Linked DNA regions of Gossypium hirsutum: region 2 is linked to region 1. A link is a contact called in public Hi-C data. All regions are on one chromosome and are shown on one strand. Each heading gives the region's core, a stretch centred on a gene start, on an enhancer-like site or on the middle of the called end of the contact. The rest is flanking DNA. Distances are from core to core; before and after follow the strand shown.

Region 1 (7,301 bases), core at 1,933-4,432:
GGAAATGAAAATTTAGATAGAAATGGCATGCAGAATTATATCTATTTGTGATATTAACTAAGATAAGGTAAAATCTTGAATGCATATTGATATGATGAGTCAAAAGATCTAAACCAAGTATAAAGTCCATATGAAAGCATTAAGTAATGACTTGACAGAAAGAAGTTCATCATACATATGTGTATATATGAATTTATAATGTTTTATATGCTTAATTACTAGGCTCTTTTGCGAACTTTGTATAAGTGGTGTTTAAGTCTCGAGGATTCGAGAAGGTCAATAGTATTCAGGACTCAATTCTCTGCTGAACAGAGCTTGTATAGCTTTTGTGAGCTTTGTAGCAAGTTGGCATGTACCTAATGTCATAAATTGGTTTTAGAGTAACTTTTGATGTTTTGGTACTTACTATGCTAGAGACTTGTGAGAGTGTGGCTATATATGTAGAAAAGCGTGGAAATATTTTATCCTATGTATGAGTTTGATGCTAGAGACTTACTATGCATGAGTTTGATGCCATGTTATGCCATAATTTACATTTTGCTTGCATTCTAATATGATAATTTATATTTGAGGTTGGTAATGTTGAGAGCATGATAGTAATCATGTATTTAAATGAGTTTAATTAGGCATGTATGAAGTTTATAACTTGTATGTGATGTCACATAAAGTTTAGAAATGAATTAGTATTGTTTTGAGTCAAACTAGGTGGGTTTTGGGGTCATTTTTGGGTCCTGTCATACTTGCTTCAGTGTAAGTGGTTAGATGTATTGCTACAAGTAAGTCAATAGCCAAAAATGAACAATACCAGCCAGATGTATCAACACAAGTACCTACTTGTACCAATACTACTAGGTCAGACAGGGATACTTCCCTTGTTTTGAGTTGTTTTGATCCTTAGAGACCCGAACTTGGTTCCAATATCCCTGAACACCTAGAACTCATTTTAAAATATTTCTAAATTGTTTTACATAACTTGAAAATTTTTTTATTCACATTGAGTTTATTTATATGAATTATGATATCTTGAAGTTTTAATTGAAATTAAACTAAAAGTTAATTCGAGCGACCGAGTCGGGTGTGAGGTGTCACATCTCCGCCTACAGATTTGAGTACTATGTTCTAGCATGCTCTCTCAACATCATGGTGAATACCTTACACTTGAGCGCATCTTATGCTCTCATGATGTCTATGTGGTTGTTGCAATAGGTTAAGTGGTCGTTAGAGTCTTTACTACCGTACATTTCCTAGGAAGCTTAAAATTAAGGAGCAATCTTTCTGCCAGTACCTTGGGTGCCAAAGGGTTATTCGCGTAAGGAGCCCATTTGAAATCATTGACCTTTTTCTTTTTGTAGGGAGCTGATCTATTTTCTCATAACACTTTTTCACAAGTGTATTTTGTTATTGACGGAGTGTCATCTCGGTTTGATGATCTCCTCATTCTGTTGCTTTACTTCCTTTGCTTGTGGAGTTACTATGTCATCCATTGGGGCAATAAAGGACGATTCCTCTTTTGTTTGGTGGTTGAGTCCCATCAGGCCATGTTTCTTTCTTTCTCTAGGTCTTCTCTTTAAGATGTCTCATTTTAGCTTGTTTGGATGAGTTCACGTTGTAGCTAAAAAATATTCCTAAGATTTTGGTGTTAGGTTTTACGTAATGGGATTTTTCATCATTGGAATGGGTAGGTTGTGGTGCCCGAAGTGTAGCTAATGTGTATGCGAATTTGTTGATGGTATCAAAAATAACCATCATAGTATGCGCCATTTTGAACCATATAATAAGTCGTTTTGGTCGTTGTAGAGGTTGCTTTGAGCGACATAATAGTAGCCATGTTGGTTGTTCTTATGCCTAAGCTAGTAGTTTCGACTTATTAGCCTTTGTTGGTAATTTTTTTGTCACATGGTGGTCTAAGTTATTTTGTTATTGTGTAGCTTGTTGCTAATCTGTTGCTCTCCCTTTACCTTTTGGGAGGGGAATTTTCCATTTGGTTGAGCCATGGTGGCAAATGGTGACTCATACCATAATTTAGGTGTTGAAAGTCGTAGATGGGAGCATTTGGAAATAATGAGTGATCAGCATGGGAACCTAAATGAAACTTTATTAACTATTGGCTTGTTGTATCCTTTTTTGGTCATTGTCTTTGTATTTAGGGGTCTTTTTATAGAAGGAAGGCATGATACGAGCATGATACGGGCTTTTTAGGGAATGATATTCTATCTTGTTTTTTTTATGAAAATACATGTTATTATAATTGTAAAATTGTACTTTGCCCCTTAATAATTGATGATTCATTTATTACCCCTAAAATAATTTTCTAACGTCATCCCTGCAAGACACGTTTAGATTGTGTTAAGGGACTTGATATTGGATCATGGAAGGTTTTATTACACTCGTGTTAAAGGTAAAGGGTGTGATGGATGCATTTAATGTGACATGATGGATGGTTAGGTGAGTTTTTTATGTGTGAGCTTTTGTTGACAAAAATCATTTCGACGGAAAGAGTTACATATAACTAATTTTATTTATTTTAATTAGATTTTTTGATTTTTATAAAATTTTAGCTATTTATATGCTTTAATAAAATATTTTTTAAAATTTTATTTAATATTTCAAAATGGATGGGTAAGGGTAGAGGTGTTCATGGGCCGGGCTGGGTTCGGGCTGGGCCCATAAAAATTTTTTGGCCCGAGTCCTAGGCCCAGGCCCGGCCCGAAATATGGGCCTGGAATTTTGTTCAGGCCCGGCCCGGGGGAAAATTCCTAAGCCCGGGCCCGGCCTGGCCCATTTTTTAAATAAAAACCAAAAAAAATTTTAGAAAATTAAAAAAAATATTTTAAAAATAAAAAAAGTATTTTAAAATATTTTTAAAAATAAAAAATATATATTTATTATATTCGAGGCGGGCCCAGGCCAAAAAAGTGGTGCCCGAGGCCCGGCCCGTTTCCTAAACGGGCCTCATTTTTTTGCCTAAGCCCATATTTTGGGCATATATTTTTACCTAAACCCTCCCATATTTTGAGCGGGCCGTCGGGCCGGGCCGGGCTGCCCGGCCCATGAACACCTCTAGGTAAGAGTGGAGAATTTTTTTCCTAGCTGGTATAATCAAAAGCGAGAAAAAATCGAAACAGAAGATATAAAATTGAATCGAGTGAGCACGAGGAAAAAAAACCGTGTTGCCCCGTCCGTCCATTGCCATGGCCCATCCCTAAGTATAGATAATGTCATGTAATTTCACGCGCCATCAAGAGAGTGAAGACAAAGAGTAAGAGTGAGATTGCAGGAGATTTCAGTTTTGCTGAGATCGATGGAATGTCTTTTTAAGGAGCACGCATGCAGGCTTGTACGAGTTTGAGACTCTGTTTTTCCATCTCCATTTCCAGATCCAATCTAATTTTCCATTCCTTTTAATCTTCCATTGAAGTCTTTTCTTTTTCTTTTTTCAGTTCGTCCAAATTCCTGGATATAGAACTATTCTCGGAATTTCACCTAAAAAGAAAAAGGTTTCCATTGTTAGTTTCTTCCTGATCATTTGGATTCCAGGCAAGTCTCTATCCAAGCTTTTACAATTTAAGTGTTAAAAAATGGGTTAACTTTAAAATTCAGGTGGTTTGATCTGTTTCAGATTTTTAATACAAATTTGATATTGCATTTTATTTTTCTTTTCCTTTTTGAGAATAACCGGAGGAAAAACATGATTGGGTTTCATTGTACTTTTTATCTCTTGTATAACTTATGAAAGCATGCGACTGTTCATGATAAACTACCATTTAAGCTTTAGTTCATGGGATGGGACGATCTGCATTGTCATTGCTTATATTGTCAATGTGTGCTCGAGTTTTCGCATTCTCTCTCTAATGTTAGGCTGTTGGTTCTTGTTGATATAGTGTATTACTATATATCTAATTACAAAATAAATATGCTGCTGGTTGTGTTTTGCCAGCAGGTTGAAGAAAGTTCGCCATGTTCAGGATTTCATCTCATAGGAATCAAAGATCCAAAGGTTTGAAGGTAAAGCATGCTTTACAAATATGTCTTCTGGTTGCTATTTGCATATGGTTGCTTTACCAAGTTAGGCACTCTAGTGAGAAGAAAGCGGAGTATCAGAAATCCGCGAATGAAGTCATTAAGTTGGGGAGAAAGGACCTTCCTCAAGCAAAGGAAACGATTATTAAGGATGTGCAGGACAAGGAGGAAGAAGAGGAAGAAAGCAAGCTTGGAGAAGATGATAACAAGCTTGATGAAACGGACAATGAAGAAAGAGGGAATGGGGATGATGATGCAATGCATGAGCATGACATTGCTATGCCAAGAAAGGAAACCGAGCGTGGAGAAGTTTCTATATATGGAGAGAAGGAAAATGAAGAAAGTCGGAACCATGAGAGTGAAGAGAAGGAAAATGGAGACCTGGAGAGTGGAGAGGAAGTGTTAGAAGAGAGTAAAGAGGACAGTGAAAACAAGGCGAGTGAAGTCAATGCGGAGCTCGAGGAGAAAGAAAACACCGAGGAGAGTCAAGAGAAGGAAAATAAGCATATTGGGGAAGAGAGTAATGCAACAGAAAGTGGCGAGAAAGAGAGTCAGAAAAGCGGAGATGAGGTAGAGAATTCTGATGATCGGGTCAATGATGGAGTAGACAGGAATAATGAAGAAGCAAGAGAAGAACATTACAAAGGGGGTGATGCTTCAAGTGAAGTAATCCATGATACCCAACATGTCGCGATGGAGAATGAGACAAGTGATTTGAAAAATTCCAATGAGTTGGAGGAACCGGAAAACAATGATAAAAATGAATTTGAGCAGGAGAAAGGATCGAATAGCAGTGAAGCAGCCAATGTCCATCATAACGAGTCAAATGAGCAGGAAAATGGGACAACTGAAAACTATCCTGAGAGTGGTTATGAGAGCACTGAGGCTTCCATGAGAGATACAAAATCAAATGAGCACCAGGATGGGGCAGATGCGACATCCAACACAACTCAGAATGAAAATGATCAACAATCGGACTCAGGTGGCAATGGCGAGCAGTCAGATTCAAATGCAATTGCTACTTTGACTGAAAACATGGATGGAGCTAGCGAAGGTTCTACAGCCTCTACCGGTAACTCTAAATCTGTTGAATCAAATGAACAGACTGAGAACTTCAATGCATGGAGAGGATCAGATAAGAATTCTGCCTCTTCATTTACAAGCCAAAATGACAGAGTTCAGAGGGAAGAATCCTACGATAATTCTGGAGTAGAGGGTACGCGAGGAAAACTTCTTTCCTTGAACACAATTGATAATTCGAATGCTGGTCAGAATGAAGAAGTTCATGCTTCTGATTCTTCAATTGCCGAAGGAGGGAAAACTTCCTCAAACACTAATGATAATGCCGGTCCAGGTCAGAAGGAGAATGAGAGTGGCGGCTATACCAACAATGATGCAAATGTAAATGAGAAAGACATCAGCACTGACAATCAGAGCAGCACTAATGCAAATGCAAATGCAAATGAAGAGGTTACTGAAAAGGACAGTAATAATTCAAATCTAGATGAAAATGCTGCTCAGAGCAACACCAACAACAACGAGAATGCAAGTCACAATGAGAATAATACTGCTCAGAGCTACAAGGACAACAAAAACGCAGGTCAGAATCAGAATAATGATTCCCAGAGCAACAACAATGACAAAGCCCATCAGAATGAGAACAATGGTGCTGTTCAGAGCAACATCAACAACAATGAGAATACAGGCAGCGTTACCGACAACGAAAATGCAGTTCGGAATGAGAATAACGCTTTCCAGAACTTGAACAACAATAACAATGAGAACGATGCTGCTCAGAGCATTACTGACAACAAAAATGCAAGTCAGAATGAGAATGATGCTTCTCAGAACTTAAAGAACAACAACAACAATGAGAGTGCAGACCGAAATAAGAAAAATGCTGCTGAGAGCATTACCGACAACGAAAATGCAGGTCAGAATGAGAATAATGCTTCCCAGAACTTAAACAACGACGGAAATGAGAATGCAAGACAGAATGAGAACAATGATCCTGTTCAGATCAACACCAACAACAATGAGAATGCAGGCCAAAATGAGAACAATGCTGCTGAGGGTGTTATTGACAATGACAATGGAGATCAAAATGGGAATAATGGTTCCCAGAAGAGCAAAAATGCAAGTCGGAATGAGGACAACAATGCTTTTCAGAGTGACACCAACAATGAGAATGCAGATAAGAATGAGAACAATGCTGCTCAGAGCATTAACGACAAAGAAAATGCAGGCCTGGATGAGAATAATGCTTCCGAGAACTTAAACAACAACCACAACAATGAGAAAGCAAGTCAGAATGAGAACAACATTGTTGTTCAGGACAACATGAACAACCAGGATTCCACAAGTCAGAATGATACTAATATGGCTCAGACCTACAATAATGAAAATGCAGGTCAGAATGAAAACAACAAAGTTGCTCAGAGCTACAGCAACAACAATGGGAATTCGGGCAAGAATAAGAACAATAATGCTTCACAGATATACAACGAAAACAATGGAACTGCAAAGTTTAGGACTTTGCCAGGTACCAGAAATGATGGGAATAATGGTGATAATGGCGAGAATGTAGCTGCTGAGTGAAAATGATGCTCTGTTGTTCGCTATATGACCATTACTGTCATCGAATTTTTGTTTCCTTTTCCCCAGATGATCAGGCAATTGTAAGTTGCTGGCTTCTTGTTGTGCTTTATTGTGAATTTAGTACTGAAAAAGTTTGTTTGTACTTATAGTTCTACTTTTAATGATCAACACTACAAGTTTCCATAAGCCATATATGTATATGCTTAAATAGCGTTCTACTGTCTAGAAAAACATGAAATGTCATAGGTTATGAGTCAATAGAATATATTTCTGAAGGCCTTCTGATTAAAACGGAAAGAGAATCCCAAAGTTTTTTCTGCAACTGTGTCTAGTTGCAGCAGCAGCAGCAGCCTAGATCATCAATTTGAACCCATGAATTTGTTCCTCAACTTACAAGGATCAATGGGGTTGGCAAAGCTCCAAAACCGATGGTGCCTCACCACCTAAACTTTCTTCTCTTAAAACCGAACCTTTGACATCCCAACTTTCGCTTGGTAACATTTATTATTGCTTATGAAAAGACCTTCCATCTTCAACATTAACCACTGATTTATCTTCATCTTTATCAATCAATATTCTTCTCTTTCAGTGGGTAGTGTTTTAACTCTCAAATCTATTTTCCTGTCCCATTCTTACTAATTATCCTTCTTTCTGATAGGTAGTCTCAACTATTGAATCATTTT
Region 2 (7,301 bases), core at 1,667-4,166, 920 kb before region 1:
GAAGGCTACAAGAACTTAGAGTATAATTTAACCAATATTAAATACTACTGTCAAGGATGGATCTAGGATTTTATTTCAAGGGGTCGAAACTTTTAAATCCGAACGACCTTTCTTTAACGTAAAAAAGTGTCAATTCTTCCCGGATTTTTTTTTATTATCAAACAAATCGATTTAATGTTTTTAAAAAGCATGAACGATTTAACTGTAGAAGAATTAAAAGAAAAAAAAATCACACTATATAAAATTAAATATTTCTTTACAATATGCAAAAAAGAATAACTAATACTATACTAAAAATTTCATAAATACCATTATAATTCCAAAAATTAAATTTAAAAAAAAACTTGGCCTTAGTCCTATTTCTCAACACTAGGCATCCTAAATTCCACCCTCCGCTTTTTCATAAAATCGAACTCATCAATGATAGAATCTGTTGAAAATTCTCAAGCTATCTTTTTTTCGATATATGCCACCAAGTAAGTCTTGGATAGATTTTTGAAGTCTCGAATCATGCTCTAAAAAAGAAGCATGAAACTCATTTATTTTGACTCTCGGCACCTTACGAGAACATTCAAGAACTTAAGAAGACCCGATATCTTGTTTAGGAGCTTTGGAAGACTCAATATCTTGTTCAAGATCTTGGGATTGAGAAGACCTGATATTTTGTTCAGAAGCTTGGGAAGACTTGATATCGAGTTCAGGAGCTTGGGATTGAGAAGACCTGATATCTCGTCCAGGAGTTTGGGAAGATCTGATATTTGATTTTTCTCCACTAATAACAGAAGGTTGAGGAACCGGTTGATCATTATTGCTTTCTGACATCCTTTTCTTGAAAAAAGATTTGATCTTTTTGTTGACCATAATTTAATCAAAAAACCTAAATACTGTAATATATTAAATAACAACATATTAGGAAAAAGAAAAAAATAATAAGTCAAATAAATAAAGAACATAATTTATGCAAAAATATTTACCGAGAGGTCTTTTACGTAATGAGCTGAGAGGAAGATTAATATACATGAGTATGGGCCAAAATCAATTAATTTTGGAATTTAGCCTTAAAGTCTATATTGAGCCTCTAAGTTCAGTTTTTCAAGGTCCATCATATATTAATATTTTATTATTATTAAAGTTATATAATTAAAAACTAGAAAATATTTTATTAATATAAAGTATGACCTTATGGCTTAAGGGGCGAATGTTATATAATATGGAGATTAAATTTAAAATATATGAAAATTTATATATAAAATTAAAAGGCGGTAGAAGTAAGGTCTGAAATGAAACAAGTGTTGGTTCATAGACATATACATCCTTTGAAGGGGAGAAAAAGAGGAATGGCTTTTGTGTCTCAAAAATGACATGCAAAAAAATCACTGTCGAAATTACAACAAGCCCATCATCATCCAGCATAATCCGACCAAGGTCCAAATTTAAATAGAAAAAGGGCAAAGGGTGTGATGATTTTGAAAGCTAACAATCAACCTGAGCATTGCGTTGTCCCACCAATGCATATGTTTTTGTGTCTTGGGGGTCCATTATATCATGTTTGGGCTCTTCAAATGGGGTGAAGTTGACATCAATACGCCACCATTAACATTTATTGGCTCACAGACACCTTGCAAGATATTTTTTTCCATCATTCGTTGGTATGTTATTTTTGCAATTTTGTTTGAATTAAATCATCTTTATTTTTAAGGATGTAACTTTTTTTAATAAAAAAAATTAAAACTCAAGGTATTTAAGAGGTTTTTTTGTATGTTAGTTATAAAATTTAAACCTTGAAGATATGATAGAATCAATTATGGAATAAAACTTTTTTAACAAAAACAAAATTATAGTCAAAATTCATATTCTACTCCTTAAAATATTTTATAAGATCACATTTTTGTAGTGATTCGAATCAAGCTCTCTCCCTCTCTTGTTTGGTAAAATTACAAGTAGGATGTGATTTCTTAATACTAATTTCAAACTTTAAAATTATTCTATTCAAAGATAATACATATTTAAACAAATTCGAACTATAATTTTTAAATTTTAATCACCACTACCTTAATAAAAGGTATTGAAAAACTTAATAAGCAAGAAAGAAAATGTTCATATATAATATAATTTTAGGGGTAAACTATACCAAATGTTGATATATCATATAATAAAAGGTAAATTATATCACTAAAAATTATGAGTTTTTTTGTCACATAATTTTAAAAAGTTACGATTTGGTCATTAAACTATTTAAAAGCTTTCAATTAAGTTATTGAGTTGTTAAAATTGATGCTATATGACTTTCTCTATTTGCATTGTCTGCACCAATCGAAAGCTTTCTTTCCTCTTCTCTTCTACAGTTCAATTTTTTTCATGAACCAACTTTGGACGTCATAAATTTGCGAATTAAAATTTAAACAACTTTTCTTTGATTTTTGACACTGACTATCAAATGGACTTAGGTTTAAGGTATGTTCTTCTATTCGTAGATGGGTATTGATTCACCTACTGGTCAACGAATCGTTGCTTAGAGCTCATTGACGCAACTTTAAAAAAAAAAGACTTAACAACCCAGTGACTTAAACAAAAACTTTTAAATGTTTCAGTGATTTAGATGAAAACTTTCAAATAGTTCAGTGACCAATTCTAACTTTTTAGTTAAGTGACTAACATGAAAATTTACCCATAATTTAGTAACTAACAATATAATTTAAAAAACTAATCATACCCTTTTTTTTTTCTTACATGAATATCAATGAAAATGGATTGTCACATCCAAGGTTGCACATCTTCCTCTTTATTCCTCTCTTAAATAGATTCAACAATATTTATTTGTCCTTAAAATTACCCACAAAGCTAAGGGTTGAAGGTGACAAGAGTTTTGATTTTGGCATCAATTAGACAAGGGGAAGATATTTTTTTGTTGGGCTGCTGTTAAATAGAGTTGAGGTGAGGAAACCATGAGAAGAGAAGGCCTCAAAATTAAGGCTTTGAGGCCCCGATTTACCACACAAAAGAAAAATGAATGGGTCGTTGGGGGATCTTTCATTTTCAATTGGTCAGCAAGAAACCCCTTTTAAGAGTGCAATGATAGAACCCTCTCAACAGTATGTTGGTTTGTAGGCATTCACTTGGGTCCCTTGTGACCTTTAGCCTAGGACCATGGTTTAGGGGACCATTGATTGGGAAAATTGAAGCCCAACTAAATTGTAGACCTTAAAATTAAAGCCATAAGAACATTAAAATCTTTCCAACCCAAATAATGGTGAACTATACTCAAATTTTCAGTACTTTTTAAAGACAAACCGTACGCTAAAGAGTACATTAATTGTTTAAGTAGACCAAGTGACCAACATTATAGGATTAGATTTGGGTCTTTGCTTGCTTGTTCACTTTTTCTTGGTTGGGGGTGCTATTGAGACTAGGGACAACCATGTGTGTGTATAAACAAGGAAATAAATGGTGTGGCCCTAACATCCATTTAGATGAAGATGAGGGTTTTGTGTCAAAACCACATTTTTAATGGCAAAAAGACTTCTTCAATTTGAAATTTCGATTGAATTTGGACAAAACCAATTTTCTTTCTTTTTAATGAAAAAAAATTAATAAAGTAGATTTCAATGATAAAAAAAAAAGAACTAATGGTTGCTAAAACCAAAATTAACCCGTAAAAATAGAATGAATTGGAGGCTAAATTTATGGTTTTCTTAAAACTATGCCAGGGAATTCTTGCGTGTCGCCTATAGTTTCTGCTTTGTGCTTTTTTTCCTGAGGTTCCTTGAGGAAGCTGTTGCCTCTTGCTTCAAGCATTTGCAAATTGCACACAAAATTTGAGCAAAAATAGTGTATTTTTTAAGCGTAATCTTTACATTAGTCACTAAATTATGGATTAATTTTTGTTTTGGTCACTTAATTAAAAAAGTTACAATTGATCATTAAACTATTCAAAAATTTTCATTCAAGTTATTGAACTATTAAAATCAATGTTATATGCCTTTCTCTGTGCGCATTACCTGCACTAATTGAAAGCTCTTTTTTTTCCTTCTCTTCTACAATTTTAATTTTTTTATGAAACAACTTTGGACGTCACGAATCTACGAATCAAAATTTAAACATATTTTTTTTTCTGATCTCTAACACTTACCGTTAGATTGGGTTAGATTTAAAGTATGTTCTTCTACTTCTTGATGGGTATTGATTTATTATACCAATCGTTGAATCGTCGTTTGGAGTTTGCTGGCAGAATTTTTTTTTTAAAAAGAACTTAACAACTTAGCGACTTAAATAAAAACTCTTGAATAGTTTAATGATAAAAAATAATAATTCCTAATAGTTTAACGATTAAATTATAATTTTTTAATTAAGTAATCAAAGTTAAAAGAGTAATGTTATAGTTTACTTTTTTTTTAATATTTAGTGTATAGTGAATTGAGCTTTGTGTCAACCAAGGAGTCTCTAATATTGACTGTGAGCTACCAAGCGATTGACTAGCAAAGCAATCAATCAAAACAAACCCCACAAACTCTTTTTTATTAATGTTATAAAGTTTAGCCAAATGTTGATCTCACATGAGGTTATGATTTTCCTTTCAGAAGCATGCGTTGCTTTTGCAAGTCTACTTGGCTTTCATTTGCTGTAAGATCCAAGATAACAAATTTATATATTAAAAGAAGGTAAAATAGTTTTTCTGAATTTTGAATTTTTTATTTATTTTATTTTTAAAATTATTTATTGATATGATATAATATGTCAATATAAAAGAATATGTAATTTATCAGACAGATTATCACATTAAAATTATTAAAAATTAATGTTTTAATCAACATTTTTGTTAAAAAATAATTTGAATATATATTTTTGAAATGTTAAAGGAAAATAAAAAATAAAAACGGAAAAGGGGTTTATTTTAATGGCAAGCAAGGCAGAAAATTAAGGTTGAGGGTGAAGAGAGTGATGACAGCTCAATGGGTTTTGAGAGCACTCAAAGGAACCGTACGGCATTTTAATGTTCCAATTGAGTAGTGAAACAATCATAGCACAAATTAGTTTGGCCCCACTTTTAAATGGTTTATCAAAAGCTTGTCACATTAGTCACCACACGAGCTCATCTGGTAATGTCAATTCATGCTGTTTTCTTCCCTTCTTTTTTGTAAGTTGGGAAAAGGGATAATGACATGCCCTTAACACACTTAATTTTATCAATAAAAAAACGACACATGCCATTTTTCCCACCACATCAGCCTTTTGTGCAACTTTTAGAACACTAAAAATTACTTTACTCAATATTTATTATTACTCTATTTCTATTAAAAGAAACCTCAAAAATATGAATACCATTTTCGTCAACTTCTTCATACCCAATTTTGATTTCATCCTAGCAAATTAAGAAAGATACCAATTTCTTTTCATCACCCAATATGTATTTTTAACCAAATTAAAAAACAAGAAATGAAAAGTTACTAATTTCTCTTCATCTCAACTCCAATTTAATCATCTTCATCTCAACTGCAATTTCAACCTCAAAAAATAGTTTGAAAATAGGATTTAATTAATGAAGTACACATTTGTCGAGGTTTGAAGTTGTAGTTTAATCAAACCGAAAGAACACAATCTAACTAAGACATAAAGGAGCTGACTATGACATCCGTAAAGGGGAAAAAACCCCTAAGTTACCCTTTTTTTTGCTGAGTTGGGCTAGGATGGTTAACCAATGCCCAACTCAAATTTCCAAGATTACCTTTCTTGATTTAGATAAAAAACCAAGCTAACGTAAGTTACCTCTCTAGACTTTAGGTATGGCTCAATGCAATTCCTCTTCCTTATTGAGAGCTTTCCTTTGAAGCTAATATAAGTTTAAAATTCCTTGCCATAGTTGTTTGGAGAATCCACATGTGAGTAAATGGTCTTATATTTCTTTCTCTTATTTGTAAAGAAGACATTCTTCATCCATAATTGTCGAAATCATTTTTATTTTGATAAACGAGGTCGACTTTTAAAATGAAAATGAAGTCACCACCAATTTTTTTTGAGGTGTAATCGGGTCACCTTGAGAGTAATCATTTTAATAAAACATTTTGATTTATTAAAATAATGATTTTGGTCTACAAAATTCAAGAAAACGGGCTCGGGAGTCGGTTACACACGAGGAAAAATTAGCACCCTCGTAATGCCCAAAAATTGGTACCTAATCGATTAATTAACGTCTTAATGTCGAACATTTGAAAAAATTTTAAAATACGATCCTCTTTAAAAACCTGAATAAATCGAATTTGATGTTAAGACCTCCTTGTCCCTAAGTAATAAGATGTCACATCCAGTAAGTTAGGATACGTCATTTTAACCTTCTAAACTAAGCTTGTCTCATGCATTAAAGTTTAAAAAGGATATTCGGTTATTTGGATAAAAAAAATCAAAACCCAGTAAGTTAGGGCACGATTTTCTCAAAGCTCCAAAGTACCGAATATTGCCTTATTTTTAAAAGTTTTCTTTTTTAAAATTGGGGAAAATTGACGCAATATTAAAACAATGTGTAAAAACTTTGATAAAAAAAAGGCAATATGAAAATACAAATAAACAATTTATAAAACACATAATGGCAATTATTTAAATACTAGCATCAATAATCAAAGACCAATGAATTTAAAACAAAGAGTATAAAATAAAATAAAATAAAATAAAAATATAAGGCAAAATAAAATGTAAACAAATTTAAAAATAATGAATTTGAAAATGAATAACAAGGGAAAAATAAATTTAAAATCAACAATATACAAATCAATAAATAAATTATATATAAAAAAGTAGGTAATATAGGTATAAGTTTGGAATAAATAATATATAAAAAATGAAAATAGGTAATATATAAAGTAATAATATATAAATGAGTTTAAAAATGAATATTGTGTAATAAGGAATTTAGAACAAGTTATACACAAAATATCTTAAAAATAAATGGTATATAAAATAGATAGTATAAAAAAAAAATTGCAATTGATAATATATGAAAAAAATTTAAAGCAAATAATCAAACAATTTAAAATGGATGATTTATAACACGAGTTTTTAAAAAAAATAAACAACATGTGTGACATAATATTAAAAACAAATAAAATATATAATTAATGGAAGAAAATAAAAGAATGATAAGAATGGTTAAATGAATGAACAATATGTAAATAAGAAAGTTGATGGATAAATAAATGAATAAAAGTAAAAGAATAATTAATGATTAAACAATTAAATGGATAAATAAAAAAAGTTAAAAAAACGCTTAAGTCAACCTAACTCTCACAATATGAAGATTCAACAAAATCCCT

The links. A called contact is a pair of places that touch in the nucleus more often than the background predicts.
Region 2: a Hi-C map of leaf shows a contact between it and region 1, with 4 times the contacts expected there. The contact joins the enhancer-like site here to the promoter of LOC107945331 in region 1. A contact is called at or near these places in 3 of 34 Hi-C or Micro-C datasets (callus and leaf).

Annotation. Positions count from the first base shown.
Region 1 is chrD12:25,695,850-25,703,150 of Gossypium_hirsutum_v2.1, reverse strand. LOC107945331 (putative uncharacterized protein DDB_G0286901) reads left to right here and starts at 3,182. Exons shown (of 3, transcript XM_016879292.2): 1 at 3,182-3,337; 2 at 3,441-3,537; 3 at 3,941-6,804. The coding sequence starts at 3,958. The coding sequence ends at 6,618.
Region 2 is chrD12:26,610,641-26,617,941 of Gossypium_hirsutum_v2.1, reverse strand. No RefSeq gene overlaps it. Among protein-coding and RNA genes, the nearest start is that of LOC107945341, 11 kb to the left of the region's middle. Within about 2 kb of position 2,916, at least 2 of the 9 cell types and tissues checked have an H3K27ac peak or open chromatin away from gene starts, as enhancers often do. A contact at or near this core is called in leaf, where this site is marked.